Linked DNA regions of Zea mays: regions 1 and 2 are each linked to region 3. Evidence: chromatin contacts called from public Hi-C data. All regions are on one chromosome and are shown on one strand. Each heading gives the region's core, a stretch centred on a gene start, on an enhancer-like site or on the middle of the called end of the contact. The rest is flanking DNA. Distances are from core to core; before and after follow the strand shown.

The links. A called contact is a pair of places that touch in the nucleus more often than the background predicts.
Region 1: a contact with region 3 is called in a Hi-C map of leaf, with 6 times the contacts expected there. The contact joins the promoter of LOC100383536 here to the enhancer-like site in region 3. A contact is called at or near these places in 3 of 25 Hi-C or Micro-C datasets (bundle sheath, ear and leaf) and 1 of 3 datasets of contacts at active chromatin or transcription factors (leaf).
Region 2: a contact with region 3 is called in a Hi-C map of leaf, with 7 times the contacts expected there. The contact joins two enhancer-like sites. A contact is called at or near these places in 1 of 25 Hi-C or Micro-C datasets (leaf) and 1 of 3 datasets of contacts at active chromatin or transcription factors (leaf).

What each region holds. Positions count from the first base shown.
Region 1 is chr5:89,832,331-89,836,703 of Zm-B73-REFERENCE-NAM-5.0, forward strand. LOC100383536 (putative STRUBBELIG family receptor protein kinase) reads right to left here and starts at 1,384. Exons shown (of 17, transcript NM_001176184.2): 1 at 969-1,384. The coding sequence starts at 1,089.
Region 2 is chr5:89,809,960-89,814,098 of Zm-B73-REFERENCE-NAM-5.0, forward strand. It overlaps LOC100383536 (putative STRUBBELIG family receptor protein kinase), which reads right to left. Exons shown (of 17, transcript NM_001176184.2): 15 at 3,980-4,119; 16 at 3,713-3,869; 17 at 2,405-3,171. The coding sequence ends at 3,085. Among protein-coding and RNA genes, the nearest start is that of LOC100383536, 22 kb to the right of the region's middle. Within about 2 kb of position 1,747, at least 16 of the 20 cell types and tissues checked have an H3K27ac peak or open chromatin away from gene starts, as enhancers often do. A contact at or near this core is called in leaf, where this site is marked.
Region 3 is chr5:90,021,332-90,025,868 of Zm-B73-REFERENCE-NAM-5.0, forward strand. No RefSeq gene overlaps it. Among protein-coding and RNA genes, the nearest start is that of LOC100278031, 52 kb to the left of the region's middle. Within about 2 kb of position 2,285, at least 20 of the 20 cell types and tissues checked have an H3K27ac peak or open chromatin away from gene starts, as enhancers often do. A contact at or near this core is called in bundle sheath, ear and leaf, where this site is marked.

The sequences.
Region 1 (4,373 bases), core at 134-2,633, 190 kb before region 3:
GCTTTATTCGTTAAAGGTTCCAATTACTTCTAACAAAATTCAGAACTGTATATAACATGTATGGAGCACACTGTCATGAACTAATCCTCATTAGTCATTTACATTTTGTATTAACTCAACTCTCTGCTGCCAAGACCTCTGTCTGAAACAGGTACTGAGCGCATTGCCCGCGAAAGCAGTCATTTGGTCTTTTGCCATTCACCAGAAATCCGGCTCTCTGCCACTCTAAGCTCATCCTGTGTGTACACCATTTACCAACTCCTGAGAGTCTGATGAGACTATAAGCTCAAGTGCTCCACCAAGATCAAAGTTCCCAATGTACCACGGCAGCCTTCAAAAAATTGCACTACACATCTATTTGTCCTTGACTATTTTCAACAGCCACTGAATCTCTAGGAAGCAGTCGCGCTCCTCCCCCGTTGCTATCCACGGATGACGACAACAAATTCATAACACAGGAAGCCGATGCCACCAAATCCTTCCAGGACCATAAACATCGCTCTCAATCCCAAGGCCGAAAAGCACAAGCCGATTGCCGCGTATCATCCATCACTTTGGTTGCTTCCGCAGGCATGCGAGCACGAATTCAACGCCTCCATCAACCCCTCAGGTACGAAATCAGTACGCTGTGAACCCGCGCTACCAAAACGGCTGAATCAACCAGCTCAGCAAAATTCAATTCACATTTCTCAGCACCCACCCACCTAATCCGCAGTGCAACAGTACTACACCACCAAAATCAAATCATCTGATTTATAGTGTCAGTACGCATCCGAATTCCATCACCCTCAGCAACAGTAAACTCCAATCATCACTTCACCGCGCAAACAGCGAAACCCAACCAGACAAACATGCAAGCGACCACGAACCAGTCGGCAGCCCGTGCAGGCAGCTGGTGCGTGCAAACTGCCAACTTACAATCAAGCGGAGGAAGTGAGACAAGAAGCGAGCAGAGCAGGGTGGGTTACCGTCGCCGGCGTCGGTGACCGCGCGCGCCAGCCGCGGCAATGTGGCAGCGGCGATCAGCAGCAGGACGAGGACCGGCGCCGCCCCGAGGCGGACGCACCGGCCGCCCCCCGCCGCCCCCATCACTCGGTCGGGGGCCGGACGAACTCTCGCGCCAGCTAACAGCGCAGCGCCACCTCCGCGCAGCAGCACGGACGCATCAGCCGCCGCGGGCGGTGGCGATCGCGGATACCGAGGCGGCTTGCGTAGATCTAGAGAGAGAGAGAGGGTGGGGGAGAGGTGGATTCTCTGAGGTTTGCTTTCCCGGAGCACGATTCTCCCCTTACGCTCTGCCCCCGTCTGTTTTTGTTGGCTTCTAGAATCTAGCTGTAAGGAGTGGAGAGATAGAGAGAGACTGGGAGTGGCGGCGAAGTGAGAGAAAGGCAGCGGAGGAGGGATGGGGGAGCGTCAAGCGTGGGGGAGCAAGCAACGGGCGTGAAAAGATGGAGAGAGAAAGGGTGGGTACTGTGTGGGAGTGCTGACTGGTGAGGTGAGCGGTGGTGAGGAAAGCAGTGGAGGGAAAGCTTTTTTTACGACAAATGTACCCAACTAGTTAATCAAATTTTACTAAAAAGTTTACTTGAAGTCCTAAACAACTGGAGTAATAGTTTATTAGTTCATAGAACTCAGCTATTAATAGCTAACAACCAGTATGAACTCAACTATTAAGAGCTAACAACTACTCAAGTAGTTCACTAATTTTTAGCTAGATATTTTTAAGTCATAGATAACAAGTAGTTCTAATCTATTTAAAATAGGGTCTATTACACCAGTACAAAAGTACCTGCAGCCACTCCCTCAGTTATCTCCCGCAGTCATATTCTTTCCTTTGTGCACCAAAGAAAAGCGCCAACTGTAACGCCTTTCTTTCCCTTGCTCACTTTATCCAACGAACGAGTTTTTTTTATCTTGTCATCGTATCAACGGGATGGAAACGGGTCAGCTGAACTAAAAACCCGCTCACGATCATACTTGTGAGTTTATTTAGGGTGTGTTTGGTTGCATTGACAGAATGGATGGAACCAGATGATCCCTCAAATAAGGTTGTTTGGTTTAGGGTCAGTGGCTGGGACAGGACTATCCAAGTGTTGTCCACAGTTATCTCTCAAAATTAGAGGAATAAGAGAGGACGTCAGGGGACGTCTCTGTCCTGGCTGTCCCGCAACCAAACGCACCCTTAAACCCACCTATAATCATATCTACGAGTGCAATTCCAAACTCTCACCGAACCTGTCGGGTTTAGGTGGATTTCGAATCACTCACGGGTTTTAAATTAGTGTACACTTTTAAATAATAATTCAGCTATAAGCAATTAAATATTGCCGTGGTTTTAGAAATCGGAGAAACAATATAATTTATGTTCGGTGGAGGAGGCTAGCGTGGACTCACACCGAGTGATGAATTAAGTGACTAGAGAGGATTATACTGGTTTAGACTCGCACCCTACGTCCAGTGTAGTGTTGATCGTTGTATTGCTCTTGGAAGCGTGTTATAAAGAGAAGTGTGAGAACGAGAGAAAGGAAGAACTCTGGCTGAATGCCCCTCACACTCTCCTTAGTTTAAAAGAGTAGGGGGCAAAAAAACCGTAATCCGCTACCTAAACCTAAATTATCCGAACCCGATTTTTATTTAAGAATTTCAGATAACAACTTTAAAAACCCAAATTAATTTAGATAATTCGGCTACCATCCTCCGGTACCCGAAATACCCCGAACTCACTACCCATGAGTCGTTTGCTGTTTAGAAAGCGAGTTTTCCATTGTTTTCTAGATAGGGGAGAGAGGGAGTACGTACATTGGTAGCATTGCACATTTTTTTCTTCCTGATCCCGTTGAGTATATTTGATGTACAACTAAAATACTAAATTGCTGGGACTAAGAGGGTGGTTGTTTGAGATTATAATTTGTCTAAATTATATAATTCAATAAATTTTAAACTAAATGTTAGGGGGTGTTTGTTGGGATTATAATCTGTCTAGATTATATAATCTAACAAATTTTGAACTAAGTGTTAGTTTAAAATTTGTTAAATTATAAATCTGGATAGATTATAATCGCAAATAAACATATCTTTAGTTTAAAATTTGTTGAATTATACAATTTGAACAGATTATAATCGTAAACAAACACCCCCTACACTATACCACGGAACATTATTTGCAACTTATGGTCTGTCGGTAAAATCAGTTTTACCGACGAACTATAGGTTGGTAAAGACCTTTACCGACGGACCACGAACGTCGTTGCAAGCTGTGTCGGTAAAACTTTTACCGACCGACCGTTGTTTTACCGACTTATCTTCCGTCGCTAAAAGAGAAGTTTTACCGACGCTTCATCATTTGGTAATAATAGTATTACCGACTCTCTAAGAGTTGCAGCTGCCATGTAAGGTCCATGTTCATTGTTCAATACAGAGGAACTAGCTTCTCCATGTAAGGTCCATGTTCTATACCCTTTTAAAAATCCATCACAAATCAAGTGTTCTCGAACTTCAATAGCCTCCCGCCAAAATGAGTTGACACACTTCCTACAAGGGCATAAAATCTTGCTTCCTACCGCTGAATTTTTTAATGCAAAAGCTAGAAAACTATTCACCCCTTGTGTATAGGCCTTTGTCTCCCTACATGCAATTTCTATGTTAAATATCAAGATAACCACGTAGCACATTTTTTTAGTTATTGTGAAAAAAAGTTGTATTGTACCTAGCCACATTGTCGATCCACGATTTATCCATGTGTGTTATTACGGATATGATAGAGCTTCTAAGAACATATAACAAGCATAAAAACTTTGCTGCATACACTCAAAGATAATGAACAAACACACAATTGAACCGGAAACAAGGTAAATTAGTTGAACTTACCTTACACTAGAGCTCGACAATCTCCTAGTTGTTTTTGGATTTTCTGAACTACAACACCTTCCTTTCCTTGCTGCCCCTGCCGTACCAAAGATTTGTAGGATCTTGTGTTTATTATCAGCTATTCTTATGCTAACATATCAGCTACATAACAAGAAGAAGGAAAAAACAAGTTTGCAGTGAACTCACACGAATCTGTTTTGCTAGGCTTAATATTGCAAGAACCTTGAACCAACTTTTAATCCTGCATGCAAGAAAGAACAAAAATGTTGAATACATGCTAGAGAAAAAAATGTTGCAAGCTAGAGAAAAAAAATGCAGCCAGCATGAACTAAAATCCTCCGTGGAAAAAAATGTAGCTAACAAAGGTCGGTAAAAATCCTCCGTGGTATAGTGCTAAGGCTATATTTGTTTCTATCTTAGATTATATAAGTTGGATTATGGTGGAAAAATAGTAAGGTAAGATAGCACTTTGGATACACGAATAAGCTAGTATTGTCTATGATAGC
Region 2 (4,139 bases), core at 497-2,996, 210 kb before region 3:
TGTGGGAGGTGTATATAAAGGTGCCCCCAAAAGCTGGTGGCCGTTGGGGAAATCTGACTGAAAAACGGTTGAACCGGTTCTAAAACCGGTTGAACCAAATTCCATCAGGGGGTTTTCGGTTCACTGGCGAACTCAGCCGGAGACTGGACCGGACTCGAATTCGGTTGAGCCAGACCAAAATTCGGTTGAACCGGTTGCAAATCCCAGTTGAGCCGGGCCAAAGTTCGGTTGAACCGGGCCAAAATTCGGTTGAACCGTTTTCCAAAAATCTGCACACGACTTTTCCTGACAGGACTGACTGGCAGACTGGCAGTGACAGAGGGGAACAGTGCAGAAACTGGTTGAACCGGTTTTAATTCTGGTTGAATTGATTTTTGAAATTGTTGCACAGATTTTGAGAAAACTAAAGTGAAACAAGAGTAAAATGGAAGTTTTAGATCAAGGATTTTGAGCTTTAGTACCAACACCAACCTTCTTTATGGATCCCCATTGATAGTACGACGATTTCTATACTCAAGTTAAATAAAATATAATTAAGTAAACTCCTTGAGTCATTGGTGTCTCAAATGTGGTTTCTCCATGGTGTTGCTTCATAAGGATCACAAACATCTTTGTCTCACCTTTTGAAGCAAACACAAATCGAGCATGTGACTTGTGCCATTTCACCATATATGAGTTCAAATCATGGCTTCAAGTCACCTTACTGATGCATCAACATGTTGTAACTCTTTATAGCTAATTAGTTCATCGACTTAGTGCAAGTACTCTCTTCTTCACCTTAGTCATGGTACCTCGGTCTACAAGCCGTCGCCTGGCCTTCACCTTCGCTTAGTTCCTCGAAGCCCTTTCCTTGCTATCTTCACCCTATCAAGTCATTCTTGAGTCACATCCTATTGAGCATCCATTGAGAGAATCATTTCTTCAATATTGTGAACCTTGCTTGAATGTCATCTAGATATAACTGCTAAGATCAATCAAACTCTAGTTTGATTCTCATATATTCATATATGTACTAATAGTAATATGGTCAAGTCAATTCACGATTCCTCATATCTTATTCACTTTGGCTTAACCAATCCTCTTAATCACTTCAACCTCTATTATGATCATATTTATGCATAGTGATTTCTCGGGACTTGTCCATATATTCAAACCAATATATAGACCATATTATATCCATTTGCATTGTCTCACTGGTTATTTGACCTTGTGTTGAACCTTATTCACTGATCATTATACACTATTCAAGTATGTTCATCATACTGAATTTTCTGTTCAACACTTAGCAAACTTGTTAGACCTTTAAATGTGTTGTTATCCAAATCACCAAAACTCACAAAAGGGATGACTGCACTTTCAACAACGAATGTTTGCTTCATGTCAACAGTCCTTCGTTTTCCAAAGTTATGCAGGGTCAGGATCCCACCCACTATTTGGCAAACCAAGATGTGAGTAGCATCATGTGATTTACTGTAAATTCCGTGGCCTCTGATCAGAAAATGCATACGATCAGTTGATCACAACAATTGCGTTGGTCTCGAATGTTCTCACGACATTAGTCGCGGTTGCCACTTGGGTGGGTGTGAGTCCACTTGGTCGATGGGGAACTAATTGTTCAATGTATATATCGCGATTCGTTCCAGCACCAACAACAGGATGATGCGATGGGTGTGGACCAGCTTATCTAAATCAGGCGGGCCACGGGGCCACGTCAGGCAGGCATCCCGATGGAAATAGATGGACCACTAGAGGCAGATGCATAATGCATAGATAGTACTCCTGTTTTCCTGCCTGAGATTCAGTGGGGGTACAAGTACAAGGCAAAACTGTTCGGTGCATTGCACATCCAGTTGCGACCATCCTCATGGCATGGTAAACTGCTCCTCATGGCATGATAAACTGCTCTCTATAAACAGCTGCGGCTCGCAACTCCCCTAGTCCGTTAGATCACGATCTAACCATATGTCATATCTACATATCTACGGTTGGATCATAATCTTGCGGACTAGGATACTCGTTTGGTGCGCTTGCACCTTAGACCTGATTGCGCAGCAGTCGTTGACACTTACACATAGAGCATATATCACCAAATATTTCTCCAGCGAGATAGGAAGGAGGGCAAACTTTCTAGATTTTGTGATACAAAGCATTTGCCCTGCTTAAAGCCCAAAAGGCAAAAGATGATACTATCAGTTCAAGCATACAAAACTGTAAGCCAAAATATACTCCTGGGCAGTGGTAACTAGAATCGAGTTTTCTGTTACCAGTGTAACCTGGGGAAACGAAGAAGAAATAAGCTAAAAAAGTGTTCAACAGACAACAGCCAGAAATCCAGAACCTGACAGTGCATGCTACAAGACGCAACATGACAGATCAAGCTTGCAATCAACCACAGGGTGCCATCTATCAGTTAAGAACGGATCAATACAAAAGTTTATCTAATCCCCAATCAGCATAGTTGAACACTGTCATAACTTATTCTACATCTTGAAGAAACCACACGAAGAAAAGTCAGGAACCAAGCACACCACGCATACCTAGCAGAGGTGCTTTCGCTTCAAGGAGGAGAATCTTCATGTACAGGTCAGAAAAAGGTTGCTTTGCCTCTGCAAAGAATCAGCAAGCCAGTTCTTTTCCCAGGAGAAACATAGGTCTCAAGACAAGCTAAAAGCACCATATTTGACATAACTAGCTATAATGTAATAATAAAGTAATAAAAAATTGGAATTAGTTACAAGAGATACACTGCCTGCAGGTGAAATTATCATGTCTAGAGGAGCTCAGGAATATCTGCTAGCAACAATGAGAAGCCATATCTCACTGGTTGTGCCATACTACCACAGTACCACTACACCTTTCCAGAAGCAAATGGGGCTCCAAAATGGCATGTACACTAGCCGCAATATCGTCCAACATAAATACTGAGAGTGCCCCTGGCACTGCGCTGAGGATGTATGAATCTTCACTGGCCACACGACTGAGGCTAGATGTTTTACCTTTTTTTTAGATAAAGGAAACAAACGTTCTGGCGTCTCCACAAGTGCATACAGTCAAGCTAGATGTTTACTGTTCCCCCTTTATCTGTCACTCTGATACCGCACCACTAGCACCTACAATCCTAGCTAGGTCTTGGACGATTTGAGACATTGCTGGCCTGAATTCTGGTCCCGGCTGCATAATAAAAGTGTGAACCTTGAATGCATCTTGGTATTTTTAGAAAAGAGCGCTAACCAGAATGCAATATTGAATAGAAAAATAAAAACAAATACAAATACTTCATTCGATGATCTGAACATGACCGGATGTTTAAAAAGAACTACGAAACATATACATGCAATAGAATAACTTAGATGTCTGAAATCTTGGACTTCCAGCAGGGGAGGAGAGAAGCAGACACTCAACACGCTGGAAAGGCTGGAACTCAGGTGAGCAGACTATGCTTGTGTTGATAAGCTGTTGTAAACAAAGATCTATTTCTACAGGACATAGTTGGCAGCTAACTGAAACAAACAAAAGCTACTAATGCTGTATAATTAAAGTATTAACACAACACAAGGGTTATTATAACATGAAACATGTGACCTTCACATATGATTAATTCTAATATGAGTAAACTCCTGCAAGTTAACCAGAATGCTTATGATGGCTGTGCTCTAACTGTAGAGAGGTAGGGAATAAACAGAGCATGTAAGCTTAAGAAGCTTAGAATTACCTGAATACACTGACTGATGATGTCTGCAAAACGTGACAACAGTATCACAGAACACTCTCCTCGGATAGAAGGATCAACCATCTTTGACAGGGACTCCATGTCATGAAGCTGAGAATTAGCCCATCGAACAAGATGTTGTTCATCACGTGGACGAGAACTGCATATTCCAACATAAAGAAGTACTAAAAATGAATTTTTAGGAGAGAAGTGATTCAAATAATTGCAAAAGGCTCTTGTTCAACATGCATATTGCAATGGATCTCTGACCTGTCATATGGCTTACGACCAGTAAGAAGTTCTAGCATCACCACACCCAAACTATATACGTCGCTTTGACGAGTAAAAGGCTCAGATTCATGGATTTCAGGTGCTTCATAATTGAGTAGAGCTCTCATACGGCCTGATAGCTGAGATAAAAGGGAATACT
Region 3 (4,537 bases), core at 1,035-3,534:
TTCAGCCAACACATTCAATACAAGAGCTAGTGCATTCAATACAAGACACAATTAGATTGAATCAAAGCCTCTCCAAGTCCCAATTCCACTCAAAGCAATTAGTGACTAGAAGAGAGAGTTTTGCCCGTGTTCCTTGAGCTCTTGCGCTTGGATCGCTTTTCTTCTTCCCCATTTCTTGTTCTCAACATCTTTGTAATAAAAGCAAGAGACACCAATTGTGTGGTGGTCCTTGTGGGGACTAAGTGTCCCAATTGATTGAGGAGAAAAGCTCACTCGGTCTAGGTGACCGTTTGAGAGAGGGAAAGGGTTGAAAGAGACCCGGTCTTTGTGACCACCTCAACGGGGAGTAGGTTTGCAAGAACCGAACCTCCGTAAAACAAATCACCGTGTCACACTCTTCATTTGCTTGTGATTTGTTTTCGCCCCTCTCTTTCGGACTCACTTTTATTTCTAACGCTAACCCCGGCTTGTAGTGGTGCTTAAAGTTTATAAATATCAGATTTGCCTATTCACCCCCCTCTAGGCGACTTTTAGGTGCTACACCGGACAGTCCGGTGAATTATAGCAGAGTGGCTTTTCTAGAAACCTGAAGGTGGCGAGTTCGAGTTGATCCACCCTGTCCGGTGGCACACCGGACAGTCCGGTGCGCCAGACCAGGGCACCCTTCGGTTTCTTTTGCTCCTTTCTTTTTGAACCCTAACTCAGATCTTTTTATTGGTTTTTGTTGAACCTATGGCCCCTGTATAACATATAATCTAGAGCAAACTAGTTAGTCCAATTGTTTGTGTTGGTCAATTCAACCACCAAAATTATATAGGAAAAGGTTTGACCCTATTTCCCTTTCACTAGCAAACTTAACAACATTTATACTTATATCCACATACAAGACAACCTCCTATCCATAAACAAGCTCAAAAGGAGAGACTTTAGTAGCACAGTTGTTAGATATTCTATGAGCTTGACGAATGAGTCTGCTGGCAGCGGATGCGCACATGGGGTGGGAGGGCGGATGAGTCGGCAGTTGCGTCGGAAGGAGCGGGTAGCAGCTCGGACTGGGAGACGAGGACATTGATTGTTGGCAGATTAAACAAGTGGAGGGCTGAGGTGCACGTACGAACAATCTTGATTTGATGGCTATATATAGACGTCATAGATCCATGGGAGGCAAAACAAGGGGGTGACAGGCTACCCCTTGCAGCTTTAATATAGTAAAAGTATAGATTTAGGACCTATTTTTAAGACTCTCTCTTAGAGATGCTCAAGGAGTGCTCTCTAGGTGTGGTAATGGATCACGATCCAAATGTTTATTCACAATTTCTTAGGCCCCAAAAATAATTTTAGTACAAAAATGAAAATAAATAGAGCATGATCATAATTCTATCCTTTAATTTTATAGTGTAAAATTTAGAGTCTATTGCCATTCTTAATGCTCTCACTCTTATTTTTGTTCTAGGTCCGCCTTGGAGGACCGGTGACAGGAAGCAAAGGAATTGCGCCGCGACCACGACTCAATAGTAGACAGTGGTAGTGGCTAGCACTCTCTTTTTAACCCTCGGTGACAAAAAGGGTGTTTGGTCTTTTTAGTAAGTTCAGTTCGTGTTATATCAATGTTTGAATATTAAATATACATTTAATAAGATTTAATATTTTTTCTTTTAGTTTTTATCTGTGTAATTAGTTTTATAATTAGATTATATTTGATATCGTAATTATCATTCAAATATTCGATGTGATAGAGATCAAACTTTAACTTTAGTTTTGTGACAGAGATCAATACGTTGTGTACCCGCCGGATTATCCATCTCCCTAGACTCCACCAATGGCGTAACTATACATTGACTACCAAGTCAAAAAGTACCTTTTCATCCAGCGCATGATCCTTAAAAGGTTCTTCGTAGAATCAGTAGCCCTGTCACTACCTTTTAATTTCTTCCACATCCATAAACCAAAGTACCAAACTGGCCACCAGTGCGTCAGTAACCACAACGGTTGTACATAGCTTTAGGCCCTTTTAGCTCACCAACGACTCGTCGTGCTTTGTACATGCAACTGACCAAGTTCCTGCCAACCTTTCTTTTTGCATCGCAAATTCATCTTGTTTCCTTTGTGCTCATGCAACGGTCAAATCAGATCAGTAACGACGGAATTTGACTAGGTCGCCGAAACGAGGATCCAGTGAGTTTTGTGGCTGCTGCCTGCCACGCCGTTGGGCCTGAAGCCCAACGGCTCGTGACGCGAGGCCCAACCGCCCAAGTAGAGTCAGCGCTCACCCAGCAGCCAGCGCAGCTCCCTGCGGCAGCCGGCTATAAAAGGGCGGTGGTTGATAAACCCTAACCAAATCCACCGTGCTCGCTACCTCCAGCCGCCTGCGCCGCCCGCCGGCCACCGCCGCCTCGTCGTCGCAGAATTTCTCCTCGCTTATCTTTTCTCCATCTCTTTCGGATTTTGAATCTGGGAGGAAATTCGCGGTCCGGTGGAAAATCTGTTGGATTTGTTCGTTTGAAATTTCCATCTGTGTTTTTCTTTTCGGTATGAAGTAGTTGCAAAGATGTATGCTTTCTGAATTTTTTCGTCTGAATCAAACCCGGCTCTATATTATGAGTCAACAGCAGGCGCCGTTCGATGGCGTCCTGACTGCCGCGTGGAGCCCAGAGTGACGCCCAAGCCAGGAGAAGATTGTTTGGAGATCCATCTTCCTTTTAGTTCCAAGCCACAATACCTGGCCACACCTCGGCGCAAGCTCGCCTCGCCCAAGTAGCTTCGTCTCTTTTGCGTTCGGAATCCGAGTTTGTTTTGGTTTTTTGTTTTGTTTTTTTGTTTTGGTTTCTTGGATCTGGTTCTTGGGACGGCATCATTAGACGAACGGGTGCCCTCCGGCGATCCATGGAGGTTTTTGCCCTTTGCAAGGTGCCCAGATAGACGCCTACACACGATTGGACGAGGGGCATCAAGCGTCATGTACGTTTCTGCCTCGTCCAAATTTCATATGGCTATATCATCTGTCGATCCGGTTTCCTTTTTCTATTTCTTGTTCGGCGGTTCGGTTCCTCTGTGTCGCATCAGTTTTTTCTTTTGTTTTTGCAACTGAAACAGTTAATGAAATGTAACGGATCTGAGAAACGTGATTCACATCTGTTAATCTGGAACGTTGCGTCAGCGATTGGTTAAGGCATTCTGCAAAAACTAAAATTTGCAATGTGATACATATGATTTCGAATTAATTACTTATGGAATCTACGAAATGGATTACGTAAAACATTTAACCTAGAACTACAGCTAATGGAGGGGATTTGTGAATAATGCGTTCTCAACTGAAACAGTAGAGATGACGAAATGATTACACCTTATATAGCAGATAGAAAGACTGCTAAGCTGGAAAATTTTAGAAATCGTCCATTTGAGCTTGTATACAACAGTGACCTCATAGAGAGGTGTTTTGAATGGACTAAAGTCAATAGTTACTTACTAATATTAGTTATGTGTATCCAAACGTCGTTGCAACTTATAATTAGTTATATCTCAAATATTCATTAGTTTCTAGCTACCTCACACCGGCTAAAACCAGCTAACACTTTATTCAATTATTCTTATCAATTATAAAAGAGAAATCCACCTAATTCCACTAAATCCATATGGATTGAGAGACAAACGCTCTAATTAGTATTGACAATTTCTCCCCATCGACCTGCGACCGCCGCGAGATGCCTCGCCCCGGTAGGGCACGCCGATGTCTCGCCGGCATCCTGTCTCCGCTGGTCCTCCACCGCTGCAGCCCGACGCCACCGCCATCCCCATACGCCGCTGCCGTCGACCCCAGTGAGAGATATCGTCGTACCATCCGCCCTACAACTTACCATGGTTTAGATAGTAGCTTCAGATAGTCCAAATGGTAATTTGTAAAATACGTGCGTAACATTCTGTATAATACTAGTAGAGAAGGCATCGCAGAGGCTCGGGCTCAACAGCTGGATCAAATTTTCAGCTCTAATCAAGCTAAACTGTGAGCAAAGTTTGCCCTCCAACAACAACAACAGTTTCTTGTAAAGTAACGAGATTATTAGACGGGGATATAAACCAAACAGGTTCTATAATGCTGAGGAGGCTTACCTGAATGGCTCTTTAGCTGTTGTGTGCGGGTATGGCCTAGTCCCTACTATGGACATGGATTTTGACGGACACTACCAATGGTGACTGGATCAAGCCGTATAGCATAACATTTGATCAACCTATCCTGCTCCTGCGCATCCCGTGTTGGTCCTAGATGACTAGAGGCTAGTCATATGTATGGAAGAGAAGGGATTACTACAGATTTATAACCCAAGAAGGAACACTTTTACAGATGTTTTGAAGCTGGAGCACTGCTCTTCAATAAGTTTGTATACTGTGAAACAAATATCTCATGTAACCAAACCAATTTTGCTGGGAGTGGATTTGTGGGTGCTTTTTAGCTGTATGACAAGTACCTTGTTATCTTAGCTATGGCTACCTTTTTGTAATGTTGGACTCCTCTATTTGATGAGATATATTCTGAGTATTG